Linked DNA regions of Danio rerio: region 1 is linked to region 2. A link is a contact called in public Micro-C data. All regions are on one chromosome and are shown on one strand. Each heading gives the region's core, a stretch centred on a gene start, on an enhancer-like site or on the middle of the called end of the contact. The rest is flanking DNA. Distances are from core to core; before and after follow the strand shown. Region 1 holds the start of niban1b (niban apoptosis regulator 1b). Region 2 overlaps niban1b (niban apoptosis regulator 1b).

Region 1 (6,838 bases), core at 1,326-3,825, 41 kb before region 2:
AAATGAAATACGCGGAAGAGAAAATAAATACGGCGGTAATGTTTATCGCCTGCGCTGTCATGAAAACGTAAAGCTAACGGCTAACTCTCACGGCTAATCCAGATGCTGTTTTTACAGGCTCTATTAATCACCTCGGAGATCAATGTCGGCGAGATTGTGACATTTAAACCATTTCGTGCTAATTAAGCCGTTAACGTCGACAAGCAATAAGCATATATTTTAGTAAAAACGCAGCTGTTTACATACTTACATCTCAATGTTGTGAACACTCTCTCTCCTGCCAGCGCGTTCTGGTGAGCTCAATATGGCGGATTTAGTCGGTCCAAAGGAACTCTGGGAAATGTGGTATTTTCAGCAATAGAGTCAGTCTTGGAATCATTCGCTTTGCTAATGTCAAAAATGGTTTATTTGTGGCTCATTGATGACTAAATCCAAACTGTTTTTAGAGGCGTTTAGGAAAGACCACAGTCCGATACATTAAAGGAGACTAATGACAAACCACAGCCTTGACCACAGTCCTAAAATGAGATTGTTTTTATATGAGGGAAAAAAACATAGAGGCCAATTTGTCCCACATGAAATAATAAAGAAAATTCATGCCTATATTAAAGTCAGAATTATCTGCTGAAAATGCAATGACAATTGCATTGGATATTGAGTGGATATTGTAAAGTTTTAAAGAAAACTGTCTGTGATAGTCCCTTATGATTTTGATATGATATGCTTTTAATAGGTGAGTTGTTTGAGTTGGTGGATGCTGGATGTATTTGTAGTTCAACCCAGTACAACATTTCAGCTCAGAGCAAGATATTAAAACTGAAACCCTGCATGCAGAATTCTGTAATAATAATAATAATAATAATAAACATCACATAACACAGAGCAGAATTGCCAAATATCCACTAATATCAAGCATACAATAATGTGATCATAATGGTGTCTAAGGGTATTCCTTTTGAAAATGAACCTTCATTATAGTAAGTGTTCTATGATATTTTTGGCATGTTTATTATCATTTATATAACCTTGCTTTTATGTCAAATACCATGGTTAATGGTTATGTACCAGAACCATGCAATTTCTAGTTCCATGGCTTAACTACAAAAGCCACAAATAGTAAAACCATGACTAAATTTCGTAAAGACTGGAAATTAGTTTGCCTTCTATTGGTAACAGGTTAAAACCACTAAATACTAATAAATTTTATATGTGCCAGCCAAAACATCTAAGAAACCATTCCCCCTTTTTTTAGACAAAAATGTTTTAATGGTTGAAAACTGAGGGTGTGCAGCAGCAGCCTATGTTTTTGCACAGGAAACCATCAAACTGTCTGTGATGTTTCAATTTATTTAGTTTTCTTTTGGACATTACAGTGGATTACAGTGGATTACAGTAGAATTAACCGCCAACTTATACAGCATATGTTTTACACAGTGGATGCCCTTCCAGGTGCAACCCAGTACTGGGAAACACCCATACACTCTCATTCACACACATACGGTCAATTTAGTTTATTTAATTCACCTACAGCACAGGTGTATGGATGGACTGAGGGGGAAACAGGAGCACCCGGAGGAAACCCATGCCAACACGGGGAGAACATGCAAACTCCACACAGAAACGCCAACTGCAACCGGGACTCGAACCAGCGACCTGCTGTGAGGCTGTGTGCCTTGTCTGTGATGCTTTTTCAGCAAGGACGACATAATTATAATGATGAGATACAAAGTTATAATTAGGATAAAATATATTAGATAAATGATACCAATGAGACAACATGAAATAACTCACAAAGTTTGTTCAAGGTTTGAATTAAACTATGAAAGTGAATCTTGGGAGTCAGAGTTATCCCCATTAAAATTAAAAGTGGAAGTTAAATAGTTTCTTATAATTTACATTTTTGTTTGTCATATTATGATTTGCTAGCATTTTATGTGGCAAAAATAAATGTTTTATGATTCTGTGGAAAGTCAATGCGAGTAAAACCAAGTGCAAACACGTGCCTCTAGAGGGGAGTAGAGTTACTGTATAACATAGCCTACATCTTTTGGGTAACACATCATTTTTTAATTGGCAAACTTAACTTCTTTTTTTTTTTTAAGTAAATAAGCAACAGGGTTTCTAACGTTACACAAATTATAGGCTGTATTTAAATCCTTGCGTGTTACACATAGGAAGCATGGTGCACATTTTGCTCTTTGCCTACTGTTTATCTTTTGTTCAACAGGACGCGCCCTCACCGTTTGTCTATCATTTTGTAGGCTACTGTCAGCAGTTCATGTAGGTGCAGAATACGATTTAAACTAATAAACTACGATATAAGTTCTAGTCTATTCCAAAACTATTAGAATTAAACCAATTTTGTCAAAATAAATTTTTTTAAATACCTTTTAAAAATAGTCTCATTAAAGAAGTGTAAACCTGCATTAACAACATTTTTGAGCACATTAAAACGCAAACAAACCAAACTAACCCCAAAACAGCGCTGTGTAAAACTGCAGTTCGGATGTTGACAGAGCGGAGAGGATAGGCGGGCGGGCGCTGCAGTTTGAGGAAGTTTGAGATGCTTGAGTCAGTTTGTTAGCGCTCGTCATTATCTGCCAGTCAAAATAGCCGCTGTGCTTCACATCACAATCGGACTAACGGAAAAATTCACTCGGGACAGATCAGGACAAACGCGGCACAATGGGAGCATCCTCATCCAGTCTGTTGGACGAGAGCAAAATAAACTACATACGAGGTAAACGGATTTCTCTATCTGCTATACGAGTTGCAGCTGACTTAGCTATTTATATTTTTGAGATTAATAATCATTACTGAAAGGGACTTTACTTCTCATTTATGCGTTACTATTTTCTTCCTCATATTTACTGCATTTATGTTGTAAATTCAAATTAAGCGTCTTATCACTAAATAATCCTTATCTGTAAGTATTGCTGCAACTGAATTTTCAAGAATAACCTACTTTTGTTAAACACTAAAGGCCGACAACCAAGGTGCTGTAGTGCAGGAAATATCACTAGTTTATGTTAAAGTTTCATGCAAAATGCACACCCACCCAAATCTACCACACGCCCACCACACCTTTAACTCCACCTATCAGCAGTTATCCCACAGATTAGTCATAATAACCCATTTCACATACTTCATTGTTTTGTGAAAATTAATTACATAGATTGCTGGTAAAATTGGCACTCACAAAAAGTGAAAGTGAACATCAGCATACTTGTGATTTGACCCAACACTCTACAAAAGGCTGGGTTATTTTAACTCAAATTGGGTAAAATATGGACTCATTTTGACCCAGTACAAACTCAAAGTATGTCTTAGTTATTAATTTTTATGTGTTTTTTCCAAGAATGCAGTTTGTTTCTTAAGTTAAATCAATGCAAGCATCTTTGTTTGCCCCATTGTTTAGTGAAGGCTGAATTGAGCTCAAAGACTATAGCTGAGAACCAGTGATTAACACTGTATAATTACATTTTATAATAACATGCAGTATTAATGGATGTAAACTACACTGTTGACCTCCCTTATACCTATTCATACCATCAGATCAGTCCCGAAACAATTTCATAAAATGTTTAGGACGTAGCTAAGATGCACAAAATAAACTGGAACGTAACTTATAATGTGTGCATGTAGGACCCACCCAAAGACTCACCCCTCACTGACAAAGGTCCAGAATTTGTGTCATACATGATGAGCTCATTTGTCCTATTTTGACTGCTACGCCATAAATTGTGCAAATAATCCATAGAAAAAGGCTTTAATACCAAGCAGAATCCTGTGTTGGCTACGGAAAGTTGAATGTGCTGGTCATTATTTTCAAATTAATGATATTTAAATGACAATAGGCTACAGTTTCTTATTTAAAACTTAAACAGATTCCTATGTTTTACTATTGATATATGATGTAATTGATGTATAAATAAGGTATATGATGTAAATGATAATTGATGTAAATCTCTAGGAAATGTTTTTGGTTCATCATTATGATGACCGTCCAGCAAGCTAATCCAGCAAAAAATAATGCTTTAAAAGGCAGTAAAATGTGTCACGTAGGCGCAGTGGTTAGCACGATCACCTCACAGATAGAAGGTTGCTGGTTTGAGCCCCGGCTGGGTCAATTAGTATTTTTGTGTGGAGTTTGCATGTTCTCCCCATGTTTGCGTGGGTTTTCCTCCAGGGTGCTCCAAGGAGTCCAAAGTCATTTGCTATAGGTGAATAGGGTGAGCAAAATGGGCTGTAGTGTATGTGTGTGAATGCAATAGTGTAAGGGTGTTTCCCAGTGATGGGTTGCAATTGGAAAGGCATCTGCTGTGTAAAACAGATGCTGGATAAGTTGGCGGTTCATTCCACTGTGGCGACCCTAGATAAGTAAAGGAACCAAGCCGAAAAGAATACAACTAAATGAATGAAAGTCACTAAAATGCAGTATTTAAACCTCATAATTTAAAAAAAAATGAGGCGAATAACTGCAAAAAGGTTCACTTTTTTAAAAAAAAGTATCACCCTTTTCACCAGGCTGGCTAGCAGCCTGTATATAAAGTGTTATCACAATTTCTTCCCCCTTACAAAGATATGTGGTTAAATGTAAAATCAGCTGCAGTAGCACTAATCTAATATTCCAACTAAAGTTAGTTGACAGTTTCGACTACTTACATATTAAACAGAATGTCTAAAAGGGATCACCAAAATAAAGTGTACTCCTAATTAATCCTGAATGTGCGGTACAGTATAAAATGCAAACATGCATAACCTAATCATACCATGAAGCCTGTTACCCTGGTAGCAGCAAAAGTATGCAATAATTGCATTGCACATAGAAGTTGATTTTCTCCTCACAAGTAAATAAGACACAAATTATAAAGCAGAGCTATTGTGTATAACACAAAGAGATGAATAATGTGAAGTGTTACCACAATTTCCTTTTTTCTCCTCCAAAAATCTGTAGATTCTGTTTCGCATTTCATTGCATATTTGCAGCACTCTCAGAATCAGTGATATACTGCCTTTGTGAATGCAGTGAAGTCAGTGCGTATGTGATTCGACTGGAATGTCACACATTCTGAGCGCATATACTGCAGAGAATGGGTTTCCTTCCCCTGATGGGGAGCACAGCTGTTCCTGCATAATGGGGATTGTTTTGCCCTTATTTCATCTGGCCAGCAGTGAGCAGGAAGTATTGAACCAGAGTGGAAATTCATTCCAACATTCACTTCTCTTTATTGTTCAGTCTTCTCAACTAAATATTTATTGTCATTTCTTTGCCTCCTTGAAGTAACCTTAAGGCTAGACTTTAGACTTTAAAAAGTCTGCTTTACTTATATGGGAAAAGTATTTATTGAATTTCACATGCAGTAGTGACAACTGCACACCTAACACAGCTAGGCAAATAAATTATAGCCTAAAATATTTAATGATCAAAGTAAAAAGACACACTAATTGTTGACACTGTGACATCACATTTGTGTGGTTCATCTGGTAAACTATTAGCAGAATGAGTCTGGGTTTAAACTGAAACAGAAAGAGCTTCATTCTTGGAGTGAATACTGCCCTTGTGCTCCAAAAACTCAAGTTATTTGCCACGTCCTCTTGGCTGTTTTTTTTAATTTTTTTGGCCCTGGCATGTATTTGCTCACTGCTATCCAATGTATACACACACAGGTTAAATGAGGACTCTGATCACTCCAGGGTTTGTGCTGTTGTTAGAAAGCTATGTGTTTGATTACATTTGTTTTCCTCCCATAACAGTTAATTACGAGCCATTAAACAGTCATCACGCAATCTTAAAACATACAGAATAGGCATAAAGCTGTATATGCAGTTTGACGCAACAGATGGTAAAAATCAAAACAGCACCAGCATGTAAAAGCTGGACAGAATTATGATGCTCGATTCACCACCCCCTCCTCCGCTAAACTCCTAAATGATGTCATGGGGTTTTTTGGCATCAACTTGGATTGATTTAGCTGAGAAGGGCCTGGTGGGCTAAAATGGTGCTTAAAAATGAAATGCAACAATATATGAGATTGTAATGTAAAAATAAATAAGGCACACAGAAATCACTAGCACAGCCTGAATTATGCACTTCAGTCTAACGTAAAATATGTTGCATCCTATGTTTCGTTGCATGTTTCAGATGACAAATCCACTAGAGGGCACTGTGTATAGTTTTGTAAATCTAAAATATGCAATTTTTTTGGCAATGGTTTCCAAAGTAGGGGTCATGGGACAATGACTCAAACAAACTCAAACAAATTTTTTTAAACTATTAAAATGACCATACTTTTCCCAGAGATGGGTTGCTGCTGGAAGGGCATCCGCTGTGTAAAAACGTGCTGGATAAGTTGGCGGTTCATTCCGCTGTGGTGACCCCGAATTAATAAAGGGATTAAGCCGGAAAAAAAATGAATGAATAAATGAATGACCATATTTTATCCATAACCCACAGAAGATAAAAATAGCAGTTAATAGTTACATAAAAAACAACAACATGCAAATGAAAAGCCATCAGCCTTTAGCTTATTTTTTGTTAAAGGATCTATGTGCTTACGTTAGATGAATAACACAGCAATAGCGTCAGCTGCAGCAGATTGATTTTATAGCACCAGGTCAAACTTTCTGACACCTTTATGGCAATCAAATGCATTAAAAATAAATACAGGCCACAACTGAACATTGAGAAAGAGAGTGGCTCTAAAATTAAACCAAGAATAGACTTTTGCTGAAAACATTGTGCCCACCAGTCTCATTAAGTGAGGTTAATATAAATTTAAACAAATTATTAAATGACTTAAAAATTATATGGGTGTAACGATGGCGCAGTGGGTAG
Region 2 (6,202 bases), core at 3,017-5,516:
TATATATTATATGTTTATATTAGTTAGTATATTAGTACATCATGCCACTTCTCTATAGTGCATTATAGTGTTCAAAATGTAAAATAAATGTAGCAAATGTAGCAATGTTGCAGTTTTTATCCTATTTAAAGTGGCCAATTCACGGAAAAGATTTTTTAAAGACATTGTTACGCCATGAAAGCACAGTCATGCATGTGGTGTGGCAATGTTTAGTTAGTTACGTTCAACCCTTTGTGACAACTGTTTATTATTTCCTTTTTTTCATATTATTTCATCACTCTTACTAGTCTTTTCCCTTCTTTCTTAAACCAGAAAAGAGAAGTTTCTAACAACTTCTCACATGATTGAGTATTACGCAATCCTTTCATTTACCAGAGCTCTTCTCCTCTGTCTGTTGTGTGTGCAGATTTTGTGAAGAGTACGGCACATGAGGTGCAGGCTTTCCTGAAGGCCATTCACTTCTACAGGCAGGAGAAGGGCCACTATGAATCATGGGATATGCTGGTGGGCACTGACACCCAGGTGGGCCTCTTGATCTCCAAATTACTCACAAGCATCTTTACAATGAGTGTCTGGGAAAACTAGTGTCTGCTTCATTTGAATGAATGAGACGAGTCATGCTTCTGTCATGTTCTAGTGACCACAGAGGTGAACAAATGCTCTGTGACATCATAGTGTGGTCATCAGACTGAATTGAGTGGATTTAGGAGCGTCATGCTGTTAACATTTCATTTGTGGCTCATTGAACTGTCAGTTCATGCTTGACTGAAAGTATTTAATGCATGTTTATGTTTTACGAGGACTGATTTTGTACATATATTTAGTGTAAATGTTTTAGAGGAGATGTATTTGTCATTTCCACGTGCTCCAGGAAAACATTTACATTTATTTTATAGACAATGATTATATTTAAAGGGATAGTTCACCCAAAAACAAAAATTCTGTCATCAGTTTTTACTCATGCACCATTTGGATGGTAAACATAAGAATGTTCCAGGAATGGATGCAGTGTCTGTTTCCCCCCCAACATTCTTCACAGTATCTTGTTTTGTGTTCAACCAAAGAAAGAAATTCATTGAAGTTTAGAGTTTAGAACCACTTGAGTGTGAGGAAACTGAGTATGAACTATCCATTTAATCATTTATTTATTATATATCTTAAATATTTTTAATGCTAGAATCTACAAAAGCATTAAAGGGACATAATGACTTTTGCATCCCCGTATCCCATTTTCTATTTAAACAAAGGTTGTTTACCTGAAAAGCTTAAGCATTTTTATTTAGATGATTGCAACACAAATAAGCATCCCATATGCTTTGTGAGAATCCAAACGCAATGATTTTATACAATATATATTTTTAAAGGGGTGGTCCATTACGATATCATATTTTAAACTTTAGTTGATGTGTAATGTAGACGTGTAAACATAAACAACATCTCTGAATGCAGACGCTCAAAGTTCAATGCAAAGAGAGACATTGGCTTTTACAGAGTTTTACATTAAAGTCTACAGTGAACTAAGTTTGGGCGCTACATACACAGCGCAGTAAAGGGGCGTGGCCAGAGGTGCTGTAATGTTATAGCAGAGAAAGCTAAAATGCCGTCCAAACGCTGCTATTTCCACAGAGCTTCTTCTGTTTCTGTATTAGGACTTCCAAAGGACACGGCACAAAAAGAAGAAGTGCTTATAATTTATCAAACACTATAAGGTATCATGTATGTTTGTATCACAGATGTGAGAGCATGAGCAAACCTGTGACCCTGAGCAAAAGCTAAAAGTAAAAACAGCTTTTGCAAACATAAAAATGATCGATATGTTGTTCCTCATACCAGAATTCTTCCTGCTCTTGGTGCAATGAATTCTTGAGAGGGTCTTTCACAGGATGTCCTGTAGCCACTCAAGGAAACACCTCTGCCTTCCTCCAACCATTGTTAAGCCCAATTTTCAACCCTAATTTGGAGAACAAGGTGTTGTTGTGTTAGAAAACTGAAAACAGAGGGGTATAGAAGGCTATAGCACACAATAAACAATGCCAAATTATTATTACTCTGTGATCAAACTTCACTATTCAAAAGTTTGGGGTTTAGAATTTCTGTTTAGATTTTCAGTTTTGAACAACTGTACAAAAGCACGCACATCCCTCTTAACTGGGTGCTCAGTCAAAAAACGCAAAAGGTGCAAATTAATTTTTCATTAAAGGCGGCAACGCCAAAGCTCCAAAGATATAAATTTACATATAATATAAAAATATAAATGTACACACTTTGTGTCAGCTTTTTTAATTTAATAAATTTTTATTTTTGGGGCTTTGGTGTTGCCGCCTTTAATATAATATAATATAATATAATATAATATAATATAGGTGGGCAACACAGTGGCGCAGTAGGTAGTGCTGTCAGCTAGCGTTTCTGCGTGGGTTTCCTTTGTGTGCTCCGGTTTCCCCCACAGTCCAAAGACATGCTGTGTAGGTGAATTGGGTAGGCTAAATTGTCTGTAGTGTATGAGTGTGAATGAGTGTGTATGGATGTTTCCCAGAGCTGGGTTGCAGCTGGATAAGTTGCTGGTTTATTCCACTGTGGCAACCCTGGATTAATAAAGGGACTAAGCCGAAAAGAAAATGAATAAATGAATGAATGATATAGGCGACACGGTGGCTCAGTAATCAGCATTGTTGCCTCATAGCAAAAAGGTCGCTGATCCCGTCTGGGCTAATTGGCATTTCTTTGGAGAAGACATGTGGGACAGGTGAATTAAGGAAACTAAATTGGCCGTAGTGTATGATTGTAGAACATATAACATATGCTGGACAAGCTGGCAGTTCATTCCGCTGTGGCAACCCTTCAAAAATAAAGGAACTAAGCTGAAGAAAAATGAATGAATGAATGAATTACTAAAAATTCATTAAAAACTTAAACATTAAAAAATTCAACTAAAACTTTCTCAGTTTTTTCTGTTATCTATTTACCATTATGTCAACTTTGAATGTATTTATCTACTTATCTTATGAACAATGAAACAGTTATTATACAAAGAGCTTGAGAACAAAACTATCAACATACAGTTTTTATGTAATTATGCTTCAAGCATATTTAGTGACTGTAACCCTTTTATTACTCTATATTCACAATGACTCAACCACCACATCTCTGAATTGCAGACTGAATCACCTCCTTCACATTATTCCACCGCTTTTATATTGCTTTGCCTTGTTTTTACATTTCTAAAACATTGTAAGCAAGACAGAGGTATTTTCTAGACAAATAAAAATATTATACTGTTTTCAGAAAAATAGCTATTTTTGCAACTTTAAATTAGCAAAATAATCTGTTTATGGGCTTAACAAATTTAACTGAATACAAGATTATTTTGTTTCTTTTAAGAATAATTTTTAATTTAGAAAAAATCAAAACAACTTAAAAACCTAATTGGTTTTTGGACAACTTTTTATTTATCTAGAACAAAGATGCCCGAACTAGGGCCTGTGGGCAAAATTGGCCCATGATTACCTTTGATTTGGCCCATCATCCCATTTGAGAAGAAAGTAAAAATAAGGGGGGTCAGGGGTGAGGAGATAGCGTTTATTAGAGATTGTGTTTTCTAACTTTGCTTGTTTGTTTTATTGTTGAGCTACAAAAAAGCAAGCTTGAATTAAATCTTTCAATTAAATGCTGCAAATAGATCAGATTCATTTAAATGTGCATTGAATTCCATTCTTTGTGTTATAAAAGGAATTGTTTGTTTTCATTGTAATAAGTTAATTATAAAATGTGCAAATTTACAATGCAATAATTAACTTAATATGATTACAGTAATGATTTCTTTATTTTTAAATATTATTTAAAAAACTAGCAAATTACCCATGGCAACTTTGTAATACAGTTTGCTTTATTTATCTTCGGCCCACAGCCCTCAATTATGTTTAGTGTCTGGCCCTTCATAAGACAAACTTTGGGCACCCCGATCTAGAGAATGCTTCTTGGTTTAAGGATTAGATATTTGAACAAGAAACAAGACAAAAACTCTAAGTAAGAAAAGCAAATGTAATTTTTATAGACGTGTGTTTTTCCTCCATGTGTCACTGTGGAGTCTTAGTTCGTGTATCATCACGGCTCTAATTCTGCCATTACTGGCCACAGCAGTGACTCTCTCACTGTTTTTCTGCAGGTGCTGGCCAATCTGGTGCTGGAGGATCTTCTGCCGTCCCTGCAGACGGAGCTCTTGCCCAAGCTGAAGGGGAAGAAGCCGGAGAGGAAGAGGGTTTGGTTTGCGGTAAGTGAGATCAGCCTCTCCTTGCCTCTATTCTTAGAGCATTTACAAAGCATGTGTTCAGTGTCGCAGTCAGACGACACTCGGCTGCTGCTTTTTTGAGCAGTCCACCTTTTCCCACAGCATGCTTTCCTTTGCAGGACACTTTGCATGAATTATGGGAGTAACTTCCTTTAAACTGTAAACAAACAGTGAAGTGCTTCATTTAAAAATGTGGGTTTAATGAGGGTCATTATTCTCCCAGTTCATCCATTGAAAGTGGTGAGGAAATTTATTAGAATTAACAAATGAGTTTGGGCAGACCATGAATAGCACCAAAAACTGAAGATGAATCTTTCTGTAGCAGTAAATACTGAATGTGACTTGATGTAAAAACAGGGGTGGGCGATGTGACCAAAATTCGATTTCATTTTATTTAATAGTGCCGATTATTTAAGAAGATAGTTATTCTAGAAAATCTTCTCTGTTCATGTGTTTTGAAGAAGAGTTCACTTACAGGATCTCAGAGTCAGATTTGAGATTTCTATTCCCCATATTAGTGTTTTCTTATTTTCTTCTTGGAAATTTCTCATTGGGCAGGCACTAGGACCCAGTGGGAGACAGCAAAAGAATACATTTAACATATATTAAATTACGCTCTGTATGATTGGTGTCACAGTCAATGTTAAAATGACAAATGAAATGTTACTTTTCTTAAAGATAAAAATAAAGCTCGAAGCCAAACACACCTCTCACAAAGGTATTATTAGCATGCATATAAACTATTTTTTCTCCCACACTTTTTATTACAATTTTTTTGAGACTTATTAAATATAAGTTTCCCAAACTTAAAGTGCAACCAATAATTTGGAAGCATGTAGAAAAACTGGCGCCGGCAGCCATTCAGCTGTACGCCCTGTGTGTAACTACCATGAGAGGGCACGAATTACTGCAGCTTTTTTTTTTCTATTTTTACATCATTTAAATTGATTATTCAACAGTATACACGACGATATATTGACAAAGCAAGAAAGAATGAGAATAAATAAGGATGTGCGGTTGTGTGTTTTAAAGTGTGTTTGTATTTGCAGAGTGGGATATGGGTAGGCCCACACGGAATCTGCGCGCGCATAATTCTGCAGATTTTCCACAGATTTTCCGCAGATTTCTGCAGATTTTTAGCCCGTTATTAGTTCTGTTTATTTACTTGAGTAAATGTGTAAATCTGATTTTATTCAGTTTTTATTCAGTAATTTATTACTTTTTATTTAATATATTAAGGTTTTAGTTATGATACTCCACTGGATACTCCAAAAATAATACCAAAGTTCTCCGCAGAAATGGCAAAAAACGTCCGCAGATTCCGTCTGGCCCTGGATATGGGTAAAGAAATCTATTGGCTTTGGTTTTCTGTCAGTTTTTCCGCGCATTAAAAATTGTTTAAAACAAGGTTCAACATGAGTAAACGCTCTTTAAAACAGTCAAACTTAATTAAGGCATTTGCCTAATGGCCTAAAATTAATGAGACAAATATTGGAAAAAATGGTAAAAAAAAAAAAAACTATTGTTTTTCTGGCCTCCACATCATCCAAAATAATACACATTTTACACAATTAGATATAACTCTCTTCGGCTGTCTGTCTCAGCTGACTTGGCATACAGACAAAGACGGCTCTGTGTCCGTGATGGAGTGGGTTTATTGTGCCCATTTTTAGGATGTGATTGTGTTTTCTGTTAGACGGTGGAGGCGACCTATGAGCTCGTGCATGAACAACTCAGAGAAGGATTAGAGAGCTTGAAAACAGAGTGCATAAATGCCAGCAAACAGCAGGAGGCGCTCATCCGTTCAGACATGGACCAAATCATCAACTCACAAACGTTTGTGGAAACAAAACTGCAAGGTATGGATATATTAAAGTAGATCTATACAGGAATTAAGTTCTGTGTATAATGTTT

What was found. A called contact is a pair of places that touch in the nucleus more often than the background predicts.
Region 1: a contact with region 2 is called in a Micro-C map of caudal fin, with 8 times the contacts expected there. The contact joins the promoter of niban1b here to the enhancer-like site in region 2. A contact is called at or near these places in 3 of 18 Hi-C or Micro-C datasets (caudal fin, hematopoietic stem cells and an unstated tissue) and 1 of 4 datasets of contacts at active chromatin or transcription factors (caudal fin).

The regions. Positions count from the first base shown.
Region 1 is chr2:26,674,543-26,681,380 of GRCz12tu, reverse strand. niban1b (niban apoptosis regulator 1b) reads left to right here and starts at 2,575. Exons shown (of 14, transcript XM_684820.9): 1 at 2,575-2,740. The coding sequence starts at 2,686. rnf2 (ring finger protein 2) reads right to left here and starts at 295. Exons shown (of 7, transcript NM_131213.2): 1 at 251-295.
Region 2 is chr2:26,636,210-26,642,411 of GRCz12tu, reverse strand. niban1b (niban apoptosis regulator 1b) reads left to right here. Exons shown (of 14, transcript XM_684820.9): 6 at 407-522; 7 at 4,166-4,270; 8 at 5,985-6,147. Among named protein-coding and RNA genes, the nearest start is that of niban1b, 39 kb to the left of the region's middle. Within about 2 kb of position 4,266, at least 16 of the 62 cell types and tissues checked have an H3K27ac peak or open chromatin away from gene starts, as enhancers often do. A contact at or near this core is called in caudal fin, where this site is marked.